2 separate regions of the Gossypium hirsutum genome follow, and region 2 is linked to region 1. A link is a contact called in public Hi-C data. All regions are on one chromosome and are shown on one strand. Each heading gives the region's core, a stretch centred on a gene start, on an enhancer-like site or on the middle of the called end of the contact. The rest is flanking DNA. Distances are from core to core; before and after follow the strand shown. Region 1 has its middle 17 kb from the start of LOC121210121. Region 2 overlaps LOC121210134 (a long non-coding RNA gene).

Region 1 (4,791 bases), core at 236-2,735:
GAGATTAAAAGATGATGGATTTTTGATGGATTTTTATTAATAGTTGAAAGAAAAGCAAATGTTGTCAAAACTACCATTTGAGGATGTATTTAAACCCGGAGGTGGTTAAAAAAAAAGTTCACTTATCCTCTTGAATTTGATGAAAAATGCACCAAATCAGAATAAACCTATGTAGGACCTACTAAACATGACAAAATTTGTCATTTTTGGTACTTTAATTTTAGAATTTTAAAATTTTAATCTTCATATATTAATAATTATTAAATTCATTAAGTTTTGTTATTTTTAAAATTTGATGTATTAAATATGTTATCGTATATGTAATACTATGTTAACTTGTTATCTTCACATATTACTAAAAAACCAATTAATAGAATAAATGATTTTGTTTACATTAAAACTAAAATTCTGAAATTAAAAAAATAAAGTGACTAAATATTATCCAGTTAGAGAATATGGACTAAATCTCTAACTTTACGCGTAAATATAGGATTAATAGTAGAATTTAACCAAACAAATTTAATTGCTACCATTTGATCAACACTAAAATTTATAAATTTGAAAAGTATAGAGACTAAAACTGACCAATTCAAAAAGTATAAGAATTAAAATTAAAAGAATTAAAATTAATCAAATTAAAGTTGAATATTAAAATGTTAAAACTCCAAAACCTAGAATCAAGTTGACATGTGAATACAAAATCAAGAATGCAAATAGCAATACATAAAGTTGTATTGACTACTTAAAATAATTAAGGTTAAACTATGCTATTAATCCTTATATTTTATGAAATTTATGGATTTAGTCCCTATACTTTAAATTGGTCATTTTTAGTCATTGTACTTTTCAAATTTTAAAACTTCAATCCTCACAAACAATAAATGTTAAGTCATTAAGTTAAATTCTGTTATTCCCAAAATTTGATACAACAAACATATTATTTCAAATTAATCAAATTAAAATATAGAAACTAAATTCACTACTTTTACAAAATGAAAAGATTAATAATAAAATTTAACCAAGAATTAAATATTGTATAAACTTCTTGGTCCCTTGTCTACCCTTTTTCTTTTATATATATATATATATTAAATATATATATATTAAATATTTTATTAAGATGAGGCCATCCGTCAATTGAACACTTAATTATAAAATTATCAAAATAATCTTTAATATACAAATAAAATTATATTTTTATAATTTTTTATCACTTTCATATAATAAATCAATAAAAATTTAATTATAATAACATTTAAATACAAAACATGATACAAAATCTTAATCATTATAATAAAATCATAAATTAATTTTAATTTTTACAATTTTTTTACTTACATTAGGGTGTCTCATAAATCTAATTTTTATTATGTTATTATTACCAAGAAGGGCACGTTGTTTGCACGTGAGTCAAGGAGGCACGTTACTGCACAGTACTCCCACCTTGTTAGCGCGTGGCGTAGACTCGGTGCCTTTTACTGTTCCGTTAGCCTTTTTTAGTCATTACGCTTTTCTTGTTCCTCTGCGGTCGCTTGGAGTGTGTCGTGCATGGTTGACATGTAACACGATTGAGGTAGGCGCCACGCGTCTGCAAGGATCGTGATTTAAACACGCTTCTTGTCTCTACGATGTTGTACTTAAGTGTGTTCAAAACCACCGGAAGGGTTAATATCCAAAAGTCATAAAAGTTTTAATCGTTAATTAAATTAAAAAATTTTCAAAATATTTTAACTGATTGAAATAATTTACATTAATAGAAATTTTTACATGTTCTTTTTAAATAAATTTAAAACATGAAAAAAATTATCATTACAATATTATTTTTTTGTTTTTAATTCAAAAAAGCAAATAAAAACAATAAATAACACAATAACAACACTAATTTAAAACCATCATAATAAACACTACATCCAAAAAAAAACGAGACTTGAGTGATAATAAAAAAAAAATGAAAGTTTTGAAAATGAAAAAAAAAACCAACAAAAAAATCAAGAAGAATATAAGATGATTTGATGTCAAATAACGTCCGCCCAAACTTGAGTTTGACATGGAAACAAAAAAAAAGCTTCTCTTTCTTCAATTTTTTTTACTTATTTATTTATACTTTAATTTAAAAATATGTAAATCTATTATGATTTTAAATGCAGTGTATAAATCCAATTAGATTTAAATCTATTATTTAATTTTTATATTTTGACCTTATATAATATATTGGTCCTTTTTTATTATTAACAATTTTAAACTGAATTAATCGTTAATCAAAATTTAAAAAGCCTTAATCGATCAAAAAATAATTCTATTAAAACTAAATTGTGTACTAACTCGTGAATTTTGATCATTCGAAATCATTTGTTCGCTTAAAAATAATTTTCTTTTTTACTTTTTACTGTGATTTTTTTCTAAGAAAAATTCACATTACTATCAAATTAATTTTTCCAGGCTATTGAAAATAAACAGTGCTAACAATTGGGTTTAGTACCAGTAAAGGCTCATTCTCAAAATTATTTATGAATATGGGTCGTTTTTAAAAATAATAATGGGTTAGACTGAAAATTTAAAAATTCGCTAACATGGACACATTTTTAGTAGATAACACAAAAAAACACTTCCGCATTAGCGCTTTTTTCTTTATGCCAGACAAAAGCACACTTACGTAGACGCGCTTTACTAAAAAGCACTAACGAGGATTCGCTTTTGGCCATGTTTTCCCACAACGGTAAATTTTTTTTTTTTTAAAAAAGTATAAAACCTTGACCCATTTTTTCACACTAAACTTTATTATTCTTTTAAATTTCTCTCTAAATTTCTCAAAAAAACTCTCAAAGCTCTCTAAAATTTTTATTTTTGTTTGAATTATTATTATTTATACTTTCCAAGAAATTTCTCTTTAAACTCTAAACCATAAACAATTAAAAACCTAATACCACAATTTAAATTTTCCTAAACTCTAATCAAACCCTAAATCTAGGCTCTAATTAGCAAATAACCCACCGGAGATTACACAGTCAAAAGTACGTTCACGTCAGCGCGCTTTTGCCTGAAAGAAAAAAAAACGCTGATGTAGAAATATATTTTTGCATTATCACTTGAAAATATGTTCACATCAGCGCATTTTTAAAATTTTAATCTATCCCATTTTTATTTTTAAAAGCGGTTGATTTCCGTAAATAATTTCGAAAAGAAACCTTTATCGATACTAAACCCGCTACAATTACCAGAAACAACAATAATTAGCACATCATCTTCTTGTCTTAATTTATTTTGCCGCAATTTTCAATTGTAGAAGTTTAAAAGAGGAAAAAGAAAAGGCGACAACATTTTTTTATTTTTCTAATCAGGATTTAGCCTTACTGGAAATGTGTATTTGGTTAGGTATATCAAAAAATTAATCATTTTAGTCAACTAGATTAATGATAAGATTTTATTTTTTTAAAAATAACTATTTTATTAAATTAAATTATGTTCTTATTTATTATATTTAAACCTCATTATAAATTAAAATTTAAACAAAATTTTAGTTAACGCAAAAATTCAACTTTAATAATAATATTAAATGTTGAAACCAAGTCTGCTATCTCTAGCATGTCTCTGTCTGCTATCTCTGGCAGGTTTTAGGGTTTTTTGTTTTTGTCCTTGTATTAATTGGTCGACGCAGTGGTGCCCTTTTGCATCTTTTGTCTTGGGTTCACACAGTAGTTATTCGTCACGAGTATCAATTATGGAATTTGATTTTGCTGAACTTTCAATTAATGAGGAAGATGAGGTTTTGCAAATTCAATGGAAACAGATCCAGAAAGGGAGAGGGGGTTCTTTCAATTAGTGGGTTGTTTTTTAACAGCTAGTGTCATCTATTTTCCAGCAATGAAAAGTACAATGGCAAACCTGTGACATCCTGTCCGTGGTGTTCAAATTCGAGATTTAGGGGAAAAAAGGTATTTGTTTAAATTTTTTCATATTATGGATATGGAAAGGGTTTTAAAGGGTTCACCATGGACCTTTAACAACCATTGACTGTTGCTATACAAGTTGCAAGGCAGGGAAGATCCATTGAAAGTCCCTTTAATTTTTTCACCCTTTTGGGTTCAAATCCATGATATTCCTTTTGGTTTTTTCTCTGAACAATTGGCGTTGCAAATTGGGAATTTCATTGGGGTTTTTATGGAGTATGATGGTTCTAAGTTGGGGAAAGAGAATTACAATTTTATGAGAATTCGAGTTTAAGTAGATATAAGGCGATCTTTGAGAAGAAAGAACCAACTTATGTTTAATGGTCAGTGTTCATATGTTCGATTTAAATATGAACAACTGACTCTCTTTTGCTTCTATTGTGGTCGTTTGGGATATAGTGATTCATTTTGTGAAGCAAAAATAGCATTAGGGGTCAAAGTAGCAGAAATGGGATGCGATATAACGTTGTGGGCTCAGTCTCGAAGGGCCTTGACTATGAAGAGTGTTTGGTTACGTAAGGAAGGAGAAGAAGTATGGGGTGAGAATCAGGAGGGACGTCCAATGTCAGGAAATAATCTAGGAATTCCTGATACGATATTAGGAATTAGAAGCAATATAGATCCCATTTTGGGAATAAATTTAGAAGGGAGAAGGTATAAATCTCGCATTCAATGAGAGAACTCAGGGATGGCGGATAGTTTTAATGCTATGGATCATGATCTTGAGGATAGTGTATTGATGAGGGAGGAAGGAAACAAACGACCGAGAGGGGATGTTGAAGGATTGACAGGAAAAGATAGGGTAAACTTCATGGATGGGAGAAATAAGGGTATAAAAGAACCC
Region 2 (4,331 bases), core at 355-2,854, 140 kb before region 1:
CAATTTGGGGGGGGGGATAACAAACACTGACAATCAACGGTGAAGGACAAGTTTCACCAACACGATAAAGGCTTCAATCTTAGCATCAATAGAACATTATAGCACATTGGCAACTGGCTTTGTCACAACTCAAGTATGACATATCTGGAGTGATTATAAGCACCTATCACAATAAGGAAACCGACCACTAGATGGTCCAAAATGGCAAACAAAATCAACAAAAGAACCGAGCATCTACCAAATTGGAGAGGATGGCGACGAAACTATCCTTAAAATCACTTGCAAAAGCAAGACAACGTGCATAAGCAATACTAAAAAACTTATATAAGACAAGACAGAAACTTCTAAAATGGAAGGCTTATTAAACAATAGAAAACAAGACATAAAACTTAAGACAACACGAGTCTAAACCGACTTATAAAATAATTTATTATTCTGAAATACTCTCAGAGCAAAAATAGATTAAGAAGTTGACAAATAGCCACCATTCGAATATCTACAACAATCCACTTTCCAAGAGAAACTGTTAGTGACCAGTGAAGATTTAATAACGTCAGCCACCGTCGTTTGTCCATCACCAATTGTAAATACAATGAATATACCTACAAACTAAATTTACGAGCTGAAAAAAGAGAAAGCACATAGAATAAAAGAAGGGAAACAAATAAAAAAAATGATTAATAGGAGGGAAGAAAAGGCGGATAGTAATCTGACCGAAAGCTAACATCTCAATTTGTAAAACAAAGGAAAAGCAACTGCAAGAAAAGTTTTTAGATTATCGTTAGATTTACTTTTTTTTTAATAATTAAAAATATAGAGTAGACTTAAACGTAAATACTTTTGAACTATATTTTTACATGTGAATTTTTATTAGGGTTAACTAAGCAAAAAATAAAATATTTAAATACAAAATCTGTATGTGATAGTACTCTTCTTGCATAGTCATATTAGGTTCTTCAATTTGATATTAAACTAAATTAATTTTGAGTATAGTATACTCACATTCTAAAATAAAGACTATTCTATTTGGTCATCTCAAAATTTTTTGTAAAAACATCTTTAAATTTTAACAAAAAGGATAACAAAAAAATATCACATGTCAAATATTTAATGGATTAATTATTATATCAGTAATCTATTAAAAAAATAAAAATTTTAACAACGATAATTAATTCACTAATTATTGTATCAATAATCTATTAAAAAAACAAAAATTTTAACAACAATAACTAATTCATATAATCATTTTATTTAAAGTAACTAGATTGAGATACTTATTTTTAAACAAACAATAAGCAGCTTCAAAATAATATTTCACATGAAGTTTGGAAACGAGGGAGAGCCAACGAAGGAGGGGAGGAGAGTGTCAGTGGGGGGCTCGCAGTCCAACCAAAAACAATGACCTCATTCATACTCAGTGATTCACTCAGTGAGTCTGGCAGCAGTTGTCAAAGGAGACGACAGGAGTTAGCAGATAAAAAAGTAAGGAAAAGCACAGGGGTGTCGGGTGGGTGGGGTTTAAAGGCAGCTAAGCTAACCTAAAAGGCAGAGCTGAGAGTTGGATATTTTCAGGGTTCACACTTTCAAAGATTCGTCAACCATTTACCGTACCATTTCATCTTTTGCTTCTTTGGCCCGCTTCCCCACACTCACTGTACCCACATTATGTATCACGCGTTATTTACGTTATTCTAAAGTTTTGCGTAGCTATGTTAATAATTTAAAATTCATAAATATAGCCCAAGTGAATAATATTATTGTTTAAAATATAATTATATATAATATGTAAATATGTGATTACTTAATGAATATGAAAATAATTATATACTTTGTTACACCCAACTGTTGGGACCGAGCGGTAAGCTCACAAACAGTAAGAATAGATTTTTTAATAGAACTTTTTGTAGAAACTTTTCTGAGTCAATAGTTGAGCAGATCCCATTCATTAATGGTTACATTGGGATTTTATTATCATGTCATATCTAAAATGATATGATGTACATCATAGTACCACTCTACTTAAATTTATATTGTAATACCCTAAAATTCGATCTAGAAGGGCCACCAAAAGTAGCCGAAATAAAAATTTTAATTTATTCAAGAAAATTTTTTTGTTTATTATGTTTGAAACAATATTAAATCAGTATCAAACATTCAGAAATTAATCCACAGTTTTTAAAGTTTAGTCCACAATTTATATAATCGTCTTACAAACCGATTTAAAGTTTACCGTATAAAACTTATGAGATTTTACTTAAACCGAATCAAACCATATCTGTCTGAGTTCTCCGGTATGTCAAGTCCAACTTTAAAACACGGAAAGTACCTGAAAAGAAAGACACTACAAATATGAGCTACGCAAGCTCAATGTGAATCCGAAACATGAACAGATGGCAAAAGACAGAGTGACACAATAAATACTTCAGACAAGCATAGATATAAAAATGTCACTTACGAAAATCTCAATCAATATGTCAAATACATTATCAAATCACAGAAATGATGATCCAGTCATACACAATAATCAGAACATATCACATGACATTAACTATATTTTTCATAACCAAAAGATTACATAAACAGACAGAATGTTCTGACAAATAGACGTATATTAAGATGCGAACGGATGCACAATTCAAAATTCCACCCCACCAACCAAACACCACTTCGTCCATCTAACACACCACTTAAGGGCTATGGTAGGCCCGTCCACCATGCACACTATATAGAACCATAATAGCTTCATCCACCCTACACACCACAACGTGGAACTATGCCACTTAAGTAACTGTATACAGTTGAGCTGATATGCGTATAGGATAGTGCGATAAACCGCTGTACAAAAGTATCGCAGTTAAAACTGCTAAGTCTGTCTTCCTTCTCTTTATAACCAGATCCCAAAATTTTTGTGCTATGCAACAATGCACACATTACGCAGACAACATACAGAAAAGGACATTAACATTTCTAGTTGAACAGATTAAGATTTGATTACACTTGTATTCTAATATTTAGTTATGACAACAATAATGAACTCATACTTATTCATCACATAAACAAGCAATAAAATTAAAACCCATAAACGCACATATATACACGAACCAAACTAAATCGAGTCCCAAACACACTTACCGATGCTTGACTGGGGGTCGGATTACACAGACAAAAATCAGATAGTTTGACTCAACAAAAATTCTACGAAATAGGGCTACCTAGCCGTGTGGCTCGACCGTGTGGGGGTCTACACGCCCATGTGAAGGCTACACACGCCAGTGTGGAGGGGACACACGCCCATGTAAGCAGCTCATGTAACTCACTATCCAAAAATGCCAAAAATAAAGAGTAAATGAGACACGACCGTGTAGAGATCTCAGACGCCCGTATTGGTACACATGCTCGTGTGAGTAAAATAAAATGTCATCAATAAATACAGCAACAAATCAATCTAGGTACGATCTGAAAATCCGATTTATTAAGTTCATAAAGACAGCAGGTGCATTTGTTAATCCGAAGGGCATAACAAGAAATTCGTAGTGTCCTTACCTCGTTCTAAAAATAGTCTTTGGTACATCAGTCTTTAACTCACAACTGGTAAGAACCTGATATCAAATCGATTTTTGAAAACACTGTTGCCCTTTTTAATTGATCAAATAGATCAACTCGCGATAGAGGGTATTTGTTCTTAATTTTCACTTTGTTAAGCTGACGGTAGTCTATACACATTCTCATTGTGGCTTCTTTCTTTTTCACAAACAACACAGGAGCACCCCAGAGAGAAAAACTCGATCTAGCAAATCTTCTATCTATCAATTCTTGCAACTAGGCTTTCAATTCTTTAAACTCTGTTAGCGTCATTCTGTACGAAGCTATCGATATTGGCATAGTACTAGCTACTAACTCAATGCCAAACTCAACCTCTCGGATCGGTGGTAAACTCGGTAATCCTTCAAGAAACACATCCGAATACTCACACACAACTGACACTAATTCGATCTTCTTTTCAGTCACTTTTGTATCAAACACATAAGAAAAATATGCTTCGCAACCTTTTCTCACATATTTTTGAGCTAACATCGATGAAATCACTACTGGTAAACCTTTCAAATCATCTGACTCAACCCGGATAATCTTATTATTCTGACATCTCAAAACAACCATTTTTCGTTTATAATTTATTATAGCATCATGTAGCATTAGCCAATCCATACCCAGAATTATATCAAATTTATCAAATGGTAACAACCTTAGATCAGTCAGAAAATAGAAATCCCGAATCATCAATGGACAATTTTTGTATACTTTATCAACCAAGACACACTTGCCTAAGGGGT

What was found. Hi-C and Micro-C count contacts between places; a contact is called where the count stands out from the background.
Region 2: a contact with region 1 is called in a Hi-C map of leaf, with 1.7 times the contacts expected there. The contact joins two enhancer-like sites. A contact is called at or near these places in 2 of 34 Hi-C or Micro-C datasets (hypocotyl and leaf).

What each region holds. Positions count from the first base shown.
Region 1 is chrA02:99,713,090-99,717,880 of Gossypium_hirsutum_v2.1, reverse strand. No RefSeq gene overlaps it. Among protein-coding and RNA genes, the nearest start is that of LOC121210121, 17 kb to the right of the region's middle. Within about 2 kb of position 1,485, at least 3 of the 9 cell types and tissues checked have an H3K27ac peak or open chromatin away from gene starts, as enhancers often do. A contact at or near this core is called in leaf, where this site is marked.
Region 2 is chrA02:99,849,299-99,853,629 of Gossypium_hirsutum_v2.1, reverse strand. It overlaps LOC121210134 (a long non-coding RNA gene), which reads right to left. Exons shown (of 4, transcript XR_005905250.1): 4 at 2,081-2,326. Among protein-coding and RNA genes, the nearest start is that of LOC121210138, 8.7 kb to the left of the region's middle. Within about 2 kb of position 1,604, at least 2 of the 9 cell types and tissues checked have an H3K27ac peak or open chromatin away from gene starts, as enhancers often do. A contact at or near this core is called in leaf, where this site is marked.